Linked DNA regions of Mus musculus: region 2 is linked to region 1. Evidence: chromatin contacts called from public HiChIP or PLAC-seq data. All regions are on one chromosome and are shown on one strand. Each heading gives the region's core, a stretch centred on a gene start, on an enhancer-like site or on the middle of the called end of the contact. The rest is flanking DNA. Distances are from core to core; before and after follow the strand shown.

Region 1 (5,276 bases), core at 2,337-4,836:
GAACCGGTTTGGTTCCTCTGCTCCCAGGCACCAGATACAATCTCTACTTCCTTCTGACCACAGTTCCTCCTGCTCAGGCCTTTACAGCCCCAGGGGTCTCCCTGGCTTTCAAACAAATAAGCACATTCCTGCCTTGAGAGGCCTTTGCAATTGCAGTTCCGGGAACACTTTTCCCTCACCCATTCCCTCAGGCATAGCCTCTTCCCTCACGCCCTTCACGTCTTCACTGTCTTTGCAAAAATATCATTTTTTTCTCTGAGGACTTTGGTGACCACTGTATCTAAAATTTCATCACGTCCCTATTTTTGCTTTCTCTCTCTTTTTTTCTTCCTATAAGCCCAAGCATATTTTTTTCTCATGTGATTTATTACCTGGCTCTCAGCTCAGAGTTCAGCAAAAATAGGGATGAGTGGGGGTGTGGAGGGGTAGAACCAAGGAGAGTTAGCTGCTAACACAGTAGATGCTCAATGAGTGAAACATACACTCACTGATTGTTAACCAACATCAGTGCAATAATTCCCTCTTCCTCCCCATGGCACACTGCGATGTGCTTCCCTCCTCCTCTGAACTCAAGGACTCTGCCAGACAGATGCTGAGCTATCTGTATGATAGAGAAAGATGCAGGTTGAGAGTAGCGTTTAAAGATGTTAAAGATGTTCCCAGCATGGGGGTATAGTAATTGAAGAGATGGCAGTGCTAATTACCTTGATTTGATCATTACATATTTGAGAACATGTATTGAAATACAGCAGTCCTCCATAAGTAAGTGTAACTAATATGACAAACAACACATTCAAAAACAATAAAAGGAAGAATGCTTCAGGCCTCAATCTTGCCCCTAGAGAGCTTACACTCTCTCCAGGAAGAGGAGACAGAGTTGTGGGTCTGATTTCTGATACCTCCTGCATTGGCAGCCAGACTCACATAAACTGTATGACCCCTTGTTTCCTCCTGCTGCATTCCTGTGAGAGACTCATAGATCTTTGGTTTCCAGGACTCAATAGTGGGAGCTAACTAGGTCTACCTTGCAATAGGAATTTTACTTCTGTTTAGTGGAGACACACACACACGCGCACACACACACACACACACACACACGGGTGGGGGGGCATGGATTCTCAAGTAGGCCAGACTGGTGTGTCTGTGTACTCAGACTGACCTCAGACAGATAATCTCCCTGCCCCAACATCCTTAGGATTGGGATTGCATGTGTGCAACAGCATGCCAGGCCCTGTTTGGCTTCTTTGATCTATCTAGTGCCCAAGAAATAAATTCCTGTAAATTGTTGGCTTCTTCTCTTGAAGCCAGCCCAGAGGTGCTTAGGGGAGCCTAGGCACAGCCTCCTGGCCCTCTGTCCTAGAACTCATTATGCCATGATGGAATTGTTTATTGACCATATCTATCTTGTTCACTGTGCCATTGGTAGTGACTAGCCGAGTCCCTTGGCGTACTGATACAGAACATGATGGCTTAGAGCATGGACACTTGCAGGCCAGACTGCCTGAATTAGAGTGGGGTATGCATGTGGTGCACACACTAAGTGCGGGCAAAACACCTACGCACAGTAAAAAAAGTAAAAGTTGTTGCTACTTGTTCATAGCTCCCCGTGGGTAACACGTAGGCTTTAAGAATGAGGCACACTGGACACTTTGCCCCTTCTTAGAATTGGGAACAAAACACCCATGGAAGGAGTTACAGAGACACAGTTTAGAGCTGAGACGAAAGGATGGACCATCTAGAGACTGCCATACGCGGGGATCCATCCCATAATCAGCCACCAAACGCTGACACCATTGCATACACCAGTAAGATTTTGCTGAAAGGACCCTGATATAGCTGTCTCTTGTGAGACTATGCCGGGGCCTAGCAAACACAGAAGTGGATGCTCACAGTCAGCTATTGGATGGATCACAGGGCCCACAATGGAGGAGCTAGAGAAAGTAACCAAGGAGCTAAAGGGGTCTGCAACCCTATAGGTGGAACAACAATATGAACTAACCAGTACCCCCCCCCAGCTCGTGTCTCTAGCTGCATATGAATCAAAAGATGGCCTAGTCGGCCATCAGTGGAAAGAGAGGCCCATTAGTTGTGCAAACTTTATCTGTCTCAGTACAGGGGAACGACAGGGCCAAGAAGTGGGATTGGGTGGGTGGGGGAATATGTGGGGGACTTTTGGAATAGCATTGGAAATGTAAATGTAAATACCCAATAAAGAAAAAATGAGGCACACATGTGGATGCTTAGCCATGCTTCAATCCTAGTGAATTTCTCATTACAACCACTTCTCCATAAGTAGGAATTTTCTCAGTGAAGTCTCGAATGACCATGTATATAAATCCTGTACAGACAGCGTACCTGGCTGTTGTCACTTTGATAGGTAATGAGCCACCTGCTACTTTCTATTTTGTCACGTAGTAATGCTTTTTTTTTCTTTGTAGCTTTATAATTAGTGTTCCTTTGTCATTTCCTGTGCATTGTATCTGCCTACCAATTAGGTTTAATCCTGACTCCTATAATGTTTATTCATCCCTCGTAGACAAGTGTTTATCTTCATTGTCAAGCCTGGGGTAGGTTTTTAAATCAGTTTATAATGTTTTAATCTGTACACAGGTTTTGTTGTCCATCAGCAAGGTTGCTGTCTTTACCATCAGTAATTATTGTAATCAGAATAACTGTCATAGGAGAGGGAGAGGAGACGCACTTCCTAGCATGCTTGCCCAGCAGGCACAAGGCCTTGGGGTTGATCCCTAGCAGCAAATAAAGAATGCTTGCTGGCCCATGCCTGTAATCCCCGCACTGGGGTGGAGGCAGGAGGATGAGAAGGTCAAGGCCATTCGTCAGACACAAAGCAAGTTTGAAACTAGTCTAGAATACGAGAGATCCTGTCTCAAGGAAAAATCTATAGTGATAGTTAATTTAATTCTTGTTCAGGAAATCCCTTAGGTAAAGATTTGGGGTTTTTAGAAACACAGACCCATAAATTGTCCTTGAAATAGTATAGACATTTCCTGGTACAAACTAATGAAATCTGAGAGACCCAAGACAAGAGAGCCTAGGAATTTGAACCGTTTGATTCAGCTAGAATGATATATTCTCTAGAGTCAACAGAAAAACCAATACCCCTTGGCAAACACATTGTGAGTCCCTGGTCAGCTCTCCTTCAGTATCCTGAAGCAGCCATTCCATTCTCCTCCCGCCAGCGCCCCTCAACCCTGAGCCTTTCAGCAGGAAGATTGTTTTCTGTTTTCTCAGAGCAGAATTCAGTCTAACAGTCTGAATGCCTCCGCCTCAGACCAACACCAGTGCAACAATACTCTCTTCCTCCCTGTGGTGGATGCTGAGATGCGCTTCCTTGCTGCTCTTAAGAGCTCTGCCTTGCGCTCTCAGGCCCCTGTGGGACTGCCTCCGCTGAGGAGGACCACTTTCCCAAGGGCACGGTTTCCTCGCGGTAGCCTGTATACAACCACCGGGCTGACTGAAGCCCAGTCTTCTAGTTTCGGAGCTTCGCAAAAGCTGGAGCCTGGGCCCTAGTCCCCTGGCTCCTTTAGGCCTGTCTCTATGCATCCTTTCCCACATGGTAATCCCCTGAGAACTCTCCGATAAACCCCCTGTGGCTGATATTACCCGAGAGTCTGTATGGGGATGGGATGGGGTGGGGTGGAGAGAGGACTCGGTAGTTAATACCACTTGCTGCTCCGGCAGAGGACCTGGGGTGGGGATTTTCAAGCCCCTACATAAAGGATAAACGATTTGCAATTCAGTTTTAGGATATCTATCGCCCTCTTCTGGCCCCCTCTGGTACTGCATACACCTGGTCCACAGACATGCTTGTAGGCAAAACATTGCGACAGGTAAAATAAAAATAAATAAAAGAAAGACACGTGCTCCTCAGTGAACTCCTTCTGCAGCCCAGGGGCAACATTCATCCATGTCGGATACAGGTCCCCCCACCTCTCCTCGGACTTTACCACTTGACTCCTCTCTTTCTGGCAACCCTTTCACGGGTCAAATTTGTCTTAGGTGTACAAATTTGAATAGATTTTCAGTAAAGTCCCCTTCTCACTTCTGCCATTTCCTCCTTTTTACTGGTTAACTATCCTTTTTGTTTGTTGACAGAAATGTGGTCTCAGTATGTAGTCCAGACTGACCTTATATTTACAAATGCTTCTTTCTGTCTCAGCCTCCCCTAGTGTTGGTACACTTGGAGTACCCCCCCCTTTACTTTCTAGTCCTTAACTGCCTGTGATCATCAAGGCTCTGTTCTTTGCCCTCTTTCCATTGATTGCATTCATAGGTGTGGCCTCAGCTACCCTCCCCTTGATATTAACACATAGGAAAGATGCCAAAATGGATATATATCTTCAGCTCAGGTTTTGCTGCTGCTTCCGAGTGAGACACTTTCATGTTCAAGTGACTATTTGTCATCTCCACTCCACTGACCCACAGGTGTTTCAACCCCACATAGCCACAGTAGCTTCCGTTATCCCTTGTCCCGGAATGTCTTCTTTGTTTCAGTGAATGCTACTACCTTACCTGGTACCCGCTTACTCAAGCCAGAGACCAGATTTCATTGGCATGATCCCTCCCTCTTATAACCGTCTTCCCCAAACCACCCTGTCCTGGTGGCTCTGCTTCTTTAAGGGCTCTCGGATTCCTGCATTTCTTCTTGCCTAATGTCCTAGTTAGGTTTCAAAGCCATGTGAGCCAGCAGCCTCCTCCTGCCTTAATCCTCTGCCCTGCCAGTATTTCTAGACCACATCGGCTACACTGCCACATCCAGAGAGGTGGTCCTCAACCTATGGGTCTCAGCCCCTTCTGGGTCAACCAACCCTTTCACAGGGCCACATATCAAATATCCTGCATATCATGTATTTCCATTATGATTCATAACAGTAGCAAAATTATGGTTATGAAGTAGCAATGAAAATGATTTTATAGTTGGGGTCGCCACAATATGAGGAGTTGTATTAAAGGGTTTCAGCATTAAACAGGTTGAGAACCACAGCTTTAAAGCAAGCAGTCTGGATCCTGGCAGTTCTCTGCTCAAAATGTCTCCAGTAGCTTCCTGCTGCCTTCAGAATGAAGTAGGGTTTCTATCTGTTGCCACCCCTCTCAAACCTACCTTACCTACCTGGCTTCACCACACCTGCCATTCTGCTATAATTCACTACTTGAAGTCATTCCAGGGCCTTCTTTGAACCTGCCCTCCCGCTTTGGGAAAATACCCTAAACCCTGCTGACTTTCCTTCCTCCACAGAGCCTTGAATGCCTTTCCC
Region 2 (5,027 bases), core at 532-3,031, 38 kb after region 1:
AATAAGTACCCACATCTCCCACAGCCTCTAAGCAAATAGCAAACTTACCCTTTGCAGTGTCATAGATACCAAAGTAGGCAGCTCGGTAGATGATAATGCCCTGTACTGACACATTAAAGCCTTGGTACAGGCCCTTAATCCCATCAGATTTGTAGATCTTAACCAGGCAGTCACCAAGGCCTTTGAATTCCCTTTCAGCTCCAGCTTTGCCCACATCAGCTGCTAGACGGGTACGGGCAAAATCAAGAGGGTACACAAAGCACAAGGATGTAGCCCCAGCGGCACCACCTGATGCCAGGTTCCCTGCAAAGTAGCGCCAGAACTGGGTCCTCTTGTCCACACCACCCAGAAAGATCTGCTTGTATTTATCTTTGAAGGCAAAGTTGAGAGCCTGGGTGGGGAAGTATCTGATGACATTGGCCAGGTTCCCACGCCAGAAGGACAGGACTCCCTGTTCCTTGGGGATACGAACCACGCAGTCTATGATGCCCTTGTATTGCTTATCTGCCGTGATTTGCTTGCTGGCATGCTGCACCTGATGGATAGGAAGAAGGCAATAGGGACAGTTATAATCACAGAGAAGGGGAAAGGGAAGAACACACACATAAAATCGTTAAGGTTCGTTCCCCTTTCTCCAAATCTAGCTTTCAGAATCACATGAGCTGGACAATTCTAACTGCTGACACTACTGGGGGGCGTAGGGGAAGTGTTTAAGAATTGAGCAGCACCATCAGAAGTAGTAAGTCTCGACTTCTGTGAGTGAGGCACCCTCAAGCGTACCTATGACCTTTAGACCAGGAAGAAAGGTCATTCCTTCCAGATCAGGTTCAGAAGCATTAGGGTGGGACCTGCATAGGACACGGTCACCTTGGTGACCAGTCAACTTCTCTAGTCTCCGGAGCTGCTCCCTTTCCGCCCCACCCCCACTCCTGTCGGGAGGGGTGGCGGTGACGACGACTAAACGCTCGCCCGCGAGCGCCCCCTAGAGGCAGTGCGCGGCGAGCGCGCGGCAGGAAGGCTGGCGAGGGGCTGCGCGGGGGCGGACGTAGCCGGCACATGCTCTTCCCGGCGTCCACTTCCGGCCTGCCGGCCGGCGAGCCCACACCGCGTTGTTCGCCGGCTGCGTGGCCGCAGAACCGGTCCGCGTGGCCTGCCCAAAGCTGTAATCTCCTTGCCGTGACCTTGAGGTTTTCGGTCAGGCCAGGTACTCTGTTTTCCAGCGCCTGCTTTCAGGCCTATTGCCCTTGCCTCTAAATCCGGGCTAGACAGAGCCTCTCGGGCAACCCCATCCTAGTTCTCTGTGCCGGGGATGGCCCTGAGCGCCTCTGGTCCCTCTGGTCCCGACCACTTGCGACACTCAAACTCCAGGTCCTTAAAGGCGCCTTCCTCCCGGTTGCCTTTCGATCTGACACTGGCTAGGCCCGGCCTTCACCTTGCCCCCAAATCTAAAGACTGAGCCCCACTTTTCCGCTAGGGTACCCCCTTTCTGTGCAGATCCTTTACTTCCTGCCTGGGCCCCTCGATCTCAGAACGTACCTGCAGCAGCAGCTTGACCCTCTCGATGGGTGCTACCGCTGTCTTGGAGATGGCTGCGGCCACTCCACCGGCCAAGAAGTCCTTGGCGAAGGACACAGCGGCATCTGTCATGTTGAAAGCAAAAAAAGAAGAGGCAGGCGAGTGCGGGACAGGGCTGGGTTGACAACCGGCTTTGACTCCCGGGCTCTGGGGCGGAGCAAAGCAAATGGCCGACTTATATAGCGGCAGCCAGGCGGTGAGCTGCCGGCGTAAGGGGCGGGCCAAGGCGGGCGCCCAGTACTGGCGCGCGGAATGGCAGAGCTGCTGAGTGGCTCGGGACACGCGGGAGGAGCCTGGGAGGTCGCCCTGTCAGCCTCGCTTGCCCTTGGCACCTGATCAGGCCAGAGTAAGAAAAGGCTGCAAGGAGTACCTACAACTGGGGGACCTGGACCCTAAGAAGTGTCAGGGAATAGCGAGGAAGGGTGAAGATAAGTGCCCAAACGACAAGACAAGCAAAACAAACAAACAAACAAACAAACAAACAAACAAAAAACAAGAAAAACCAACCCAGGCCTAGGGTGAAGACGATTCAGACAGACAAAACCTCCCCAAACTTAAGGAATCGAGATAAATATCTAATGGTATGTTAATCGATTTCATTCAAACACACTTAAGGTCTGCAGTTCACTCACCCATTTTTGTAACGAAAATTAATTGTAGAACCAGGACTGGAATTACAGTGAGGTACATGAACCAAGGTCATACTAGTACAGGATGGGATCCCTGTCTGTCAAGTTCTTAACATTAACAATCCAAGGATTTTTGCATTGGTTTTGAGTTTTTAAAACATCACATTATACATGAAATTCATTTATCTTGGTGGCTGAGGGGTTCTGTGTCAAGTTCTGTGAACTTCACTACCTAGACCTGACACTGCTTTGAACAATGTCTTCAGAGCCAGAGAAAACTGAGGTACCTACCAGCAGGATGCGATCCCGGCAGCATACCCCAGACTGAGGTACCTACCAGCAGGGTGCGATCCTGGCAGCATACCCCAGACTGGTTTGCAAATAGCTTAACAAAGATCTTTCAGGGAATTGGCCTTGGAAAGTCCAAAGGACAGACTCAAGGTGAGGAAATCATTTTAATTGGAAGCCAAATACAGAGCACACCCAGAAGGATAAGAGGCTGAAAAGGTTAACATTGCAGTTGGCAGTTGACTCCAGACACCAAGTAAAGTGCTCTTCGATTGTTAGATTGCTGAACTCCCACGGTAGTGGCAATGGACCTGTGTTCCCTGAGCCCCTTAATGCTGAGCCGAGTAAATATTTGCTACAAACGACCTGAAGATCAGGAATCCTCCCTCATGTTCAGGACAGAAGCAGATAATGTGATCACCAAACTGCTTTCTAAACAACCAGTGTTTATTTTATAGAAATAAAGGCGTCAGTTGAAAACTTAGCTGCATCTGACCCATAGGTGTCCAACCTTCAAAATTCCCAAAGGTGAAATGCCAGTGTACCTGTCCATGCTTAAGACATAGTAGATGTTTTAGTTAGGGCTTCTTTGATTTCTGTGATAAAACACCGTGACCCAAAACAACTTCAGGAGAGAGGGCTTATTTCATCTCTTTTTTTAAGGTTTACTTGTGATATGTAAATATACTGTAGCTGTCTTCAACACACCAGAAGAGGGCATCAGATCTCATTACAGATGGTTGTGAGCCACCATGTGGTTGCTGGGATTTGAACTCAGGACCTCTGGAAGAGCAGTCAGTGCTCTTAACCGCTGAGCCATCTCCGCAGCCCAGGCTTATTTCATCTTACAGCATGTAGTCCAAGCTGTAAGCAAGAACTCAGATAGGAAACCTAGAGGCAGGTGTTGCAGAGGCTTTGGAGGAGAACTGCTTACTGGCTTGCTCCCAATGGCTTGCTCAGCATGTTTTCTTGTAGCATGCCCACCAGCCCAGTGGTGGCCCCACCCACAATGAGCCGGGCCTACTCATATCAATCATCAAACAAGAAAGTGCACCACAGGGTTACCCAAGGGTCAGCCTGGTGAAGGCATTTTCTCAACTGAGCTTTCCTTCTCAGATGACGCCAGCTTGTGTCAAGTTGACATAAGACTAGCCAGCACAGTCACTTGCCCTCTCCTACCTCTATATCTGTCCACTTACAGCTTCCTCGAGGGTTTCAGGCCCTTCTAAGGGTAGAGTTTGTTACTTGTTAGCTCCAAGCTACTTAACAATACAAAATCATGGACACATTCCATATAGGGGTTCCAAGGCACATTCTCCTTTTCCTTAGAAGTTTCTGTGAACTACCTTATTTGAGCCAGTATGTCTACTACTTGCATGTGAGACCTGTGCTCTAGTGCGGAGCTACAATCCCAGCCCCTAGGTTTTTATTTGATACTAATAGCATAGTAATAATGAGTTCCATCATCACCTCTTTACACATGTCTGTCATATAGGTTGCTCATATCTACCCCTCATTACTCCCTTTCACTGGTTCCTACCATCTTCCTTTACCATCTTCCTTTATACATTTGTGCCATTTATGTACACACACACAGACACATTTAAACCCAGATTCTACATATGAGAAAAAGCTGCAACATTCATCTTTCTGAGTCTGCCTTATTCCACTTAACAAGATGGCCTCAGAGTACATTTGTTTTCCTGCAAATAACATAGTCTTCTTCTTCTTCTTCTTCTTCTTCTTCTTCTTCTTCTTCTTCTTCTTCTTCTTCTTCTTCTTCTTCTTCTTCTTCCTCCTCCTCTTCCTCCTCCTCCTCCTCCTCCTCCTCCTTCTTCTCTTTTTCCAGAGCTGAGGACTGAACCCAGGGCCTTGCGCTTGCTAGGCAAGCCTCTACCACTGAGCTAAATCCCCAACTCCAATTTTGTTCTTCTTTAAAGCATAATAAAATTTCATTGTCAGACACATAGCTGGCAGACTTTTGCTCCCGTTCTGTGGGCTGCCTGTCTGTTCACTCTGTACATTGATTCCTTTGCTGTGAAGAAGCCCTTTAACTTCCTGCAGAGTCTTTTGTGTGAATTCTGGATTCTGTTTCTTAGCCATTGGGGTCCTTTTCAGAAAGTTCTTGCCTGTGCCTACATCTTGAGGTGTTTTCCTCTAGCGGATTTATAATTGCAGGTCTTACATAATATAATGTCTTTGCTTCATTTTGAATTGCTTTCCGTACAGATGAGAACAGTGAATCTAATTCCATTTTTTCTTCATGTGGATATCCAGTTCTCTTAGATTATATGTTGAAAGAGACTGTCTTGCCTCAAGGTAAGTTTTTGAGGCCTGCATTTTAAAAAATCACTTGGAGCCGGGCGTGGTGGCGCACGCCTTTAATCCCAGCACTCGCAGATTTCTGAGTTCGAGGCCAGCCTGGTCTACAGAGTGAGTTCCAGGACAGCCAAGGCTACACAGAGAAACCCTGTCTCAAAAAAAAAAATCACTTGGTTGGAGCTGTGTGGGTTTATTTTGGGATCCTCTATTTTA

What was found. HiChIP or PLAC-seq counts read pairs in DNA pulled down with a chosen protein or histone mark.
Region 2: an H3K27ac HiChIP or PLAC-seq map of embryonic stem cells shows a contact between it and region 1, with 18 read pairs. The contact joins the promoter of Slc25a5 here to the enhancer-like site in region 1. A contact is called at or near these places in 3 of 39 promoter capture datasets (liver and pre-B cells), 1 of 15 datasets of contacts at CTCF or cohesin (embryonic stem cells), 9 of 484 Hi-C or Micro-C datasets (the N1E-115 cell line, cerebral cortex, embryonic stem cells and 4 more), 4 of 115 datasets of contacts at active chromatin or transcription factors (embryonic stem cells, intestinal villus epithelium and microglia) and 3 of 9 other capture datasets (adipose tissue, liver and pancreatic islet).

Annotation. Positions count from the first base shown.
Region 1 is chrX:36,832,076-36,837,351 of GRCm38.p6, reverse strand. It overlaps a transcript of C330007P06Rik not described here. Among named protein-coding and RNA genes, the nearest start is that of Mdrl, 18 kb to the right of the region's middle. Within about 2 kb of position 3,586, at least 45 of the 459 cell types and tissues checked have an H3K27ac peak or open chromatin away from gene starts, as enhancers often do. A contact at or near this core is called in the N1E-115 cell line and embryonic stem cells, where this site is marked.
Region 2 is chrX:36,792,351-36,797,377 of GRCm38.p6, reverse strand. Slc25a5 (solute carrier family 25 (mitochondrial carrier, adenine nucleotide translocator), member 5) reads right to left here and starts at 1,781. Exons shown (of 4, transcript NM_007451.4): 1 at 1,537-1,781; 2 at 49-535. The coding sequence starts at 1,647.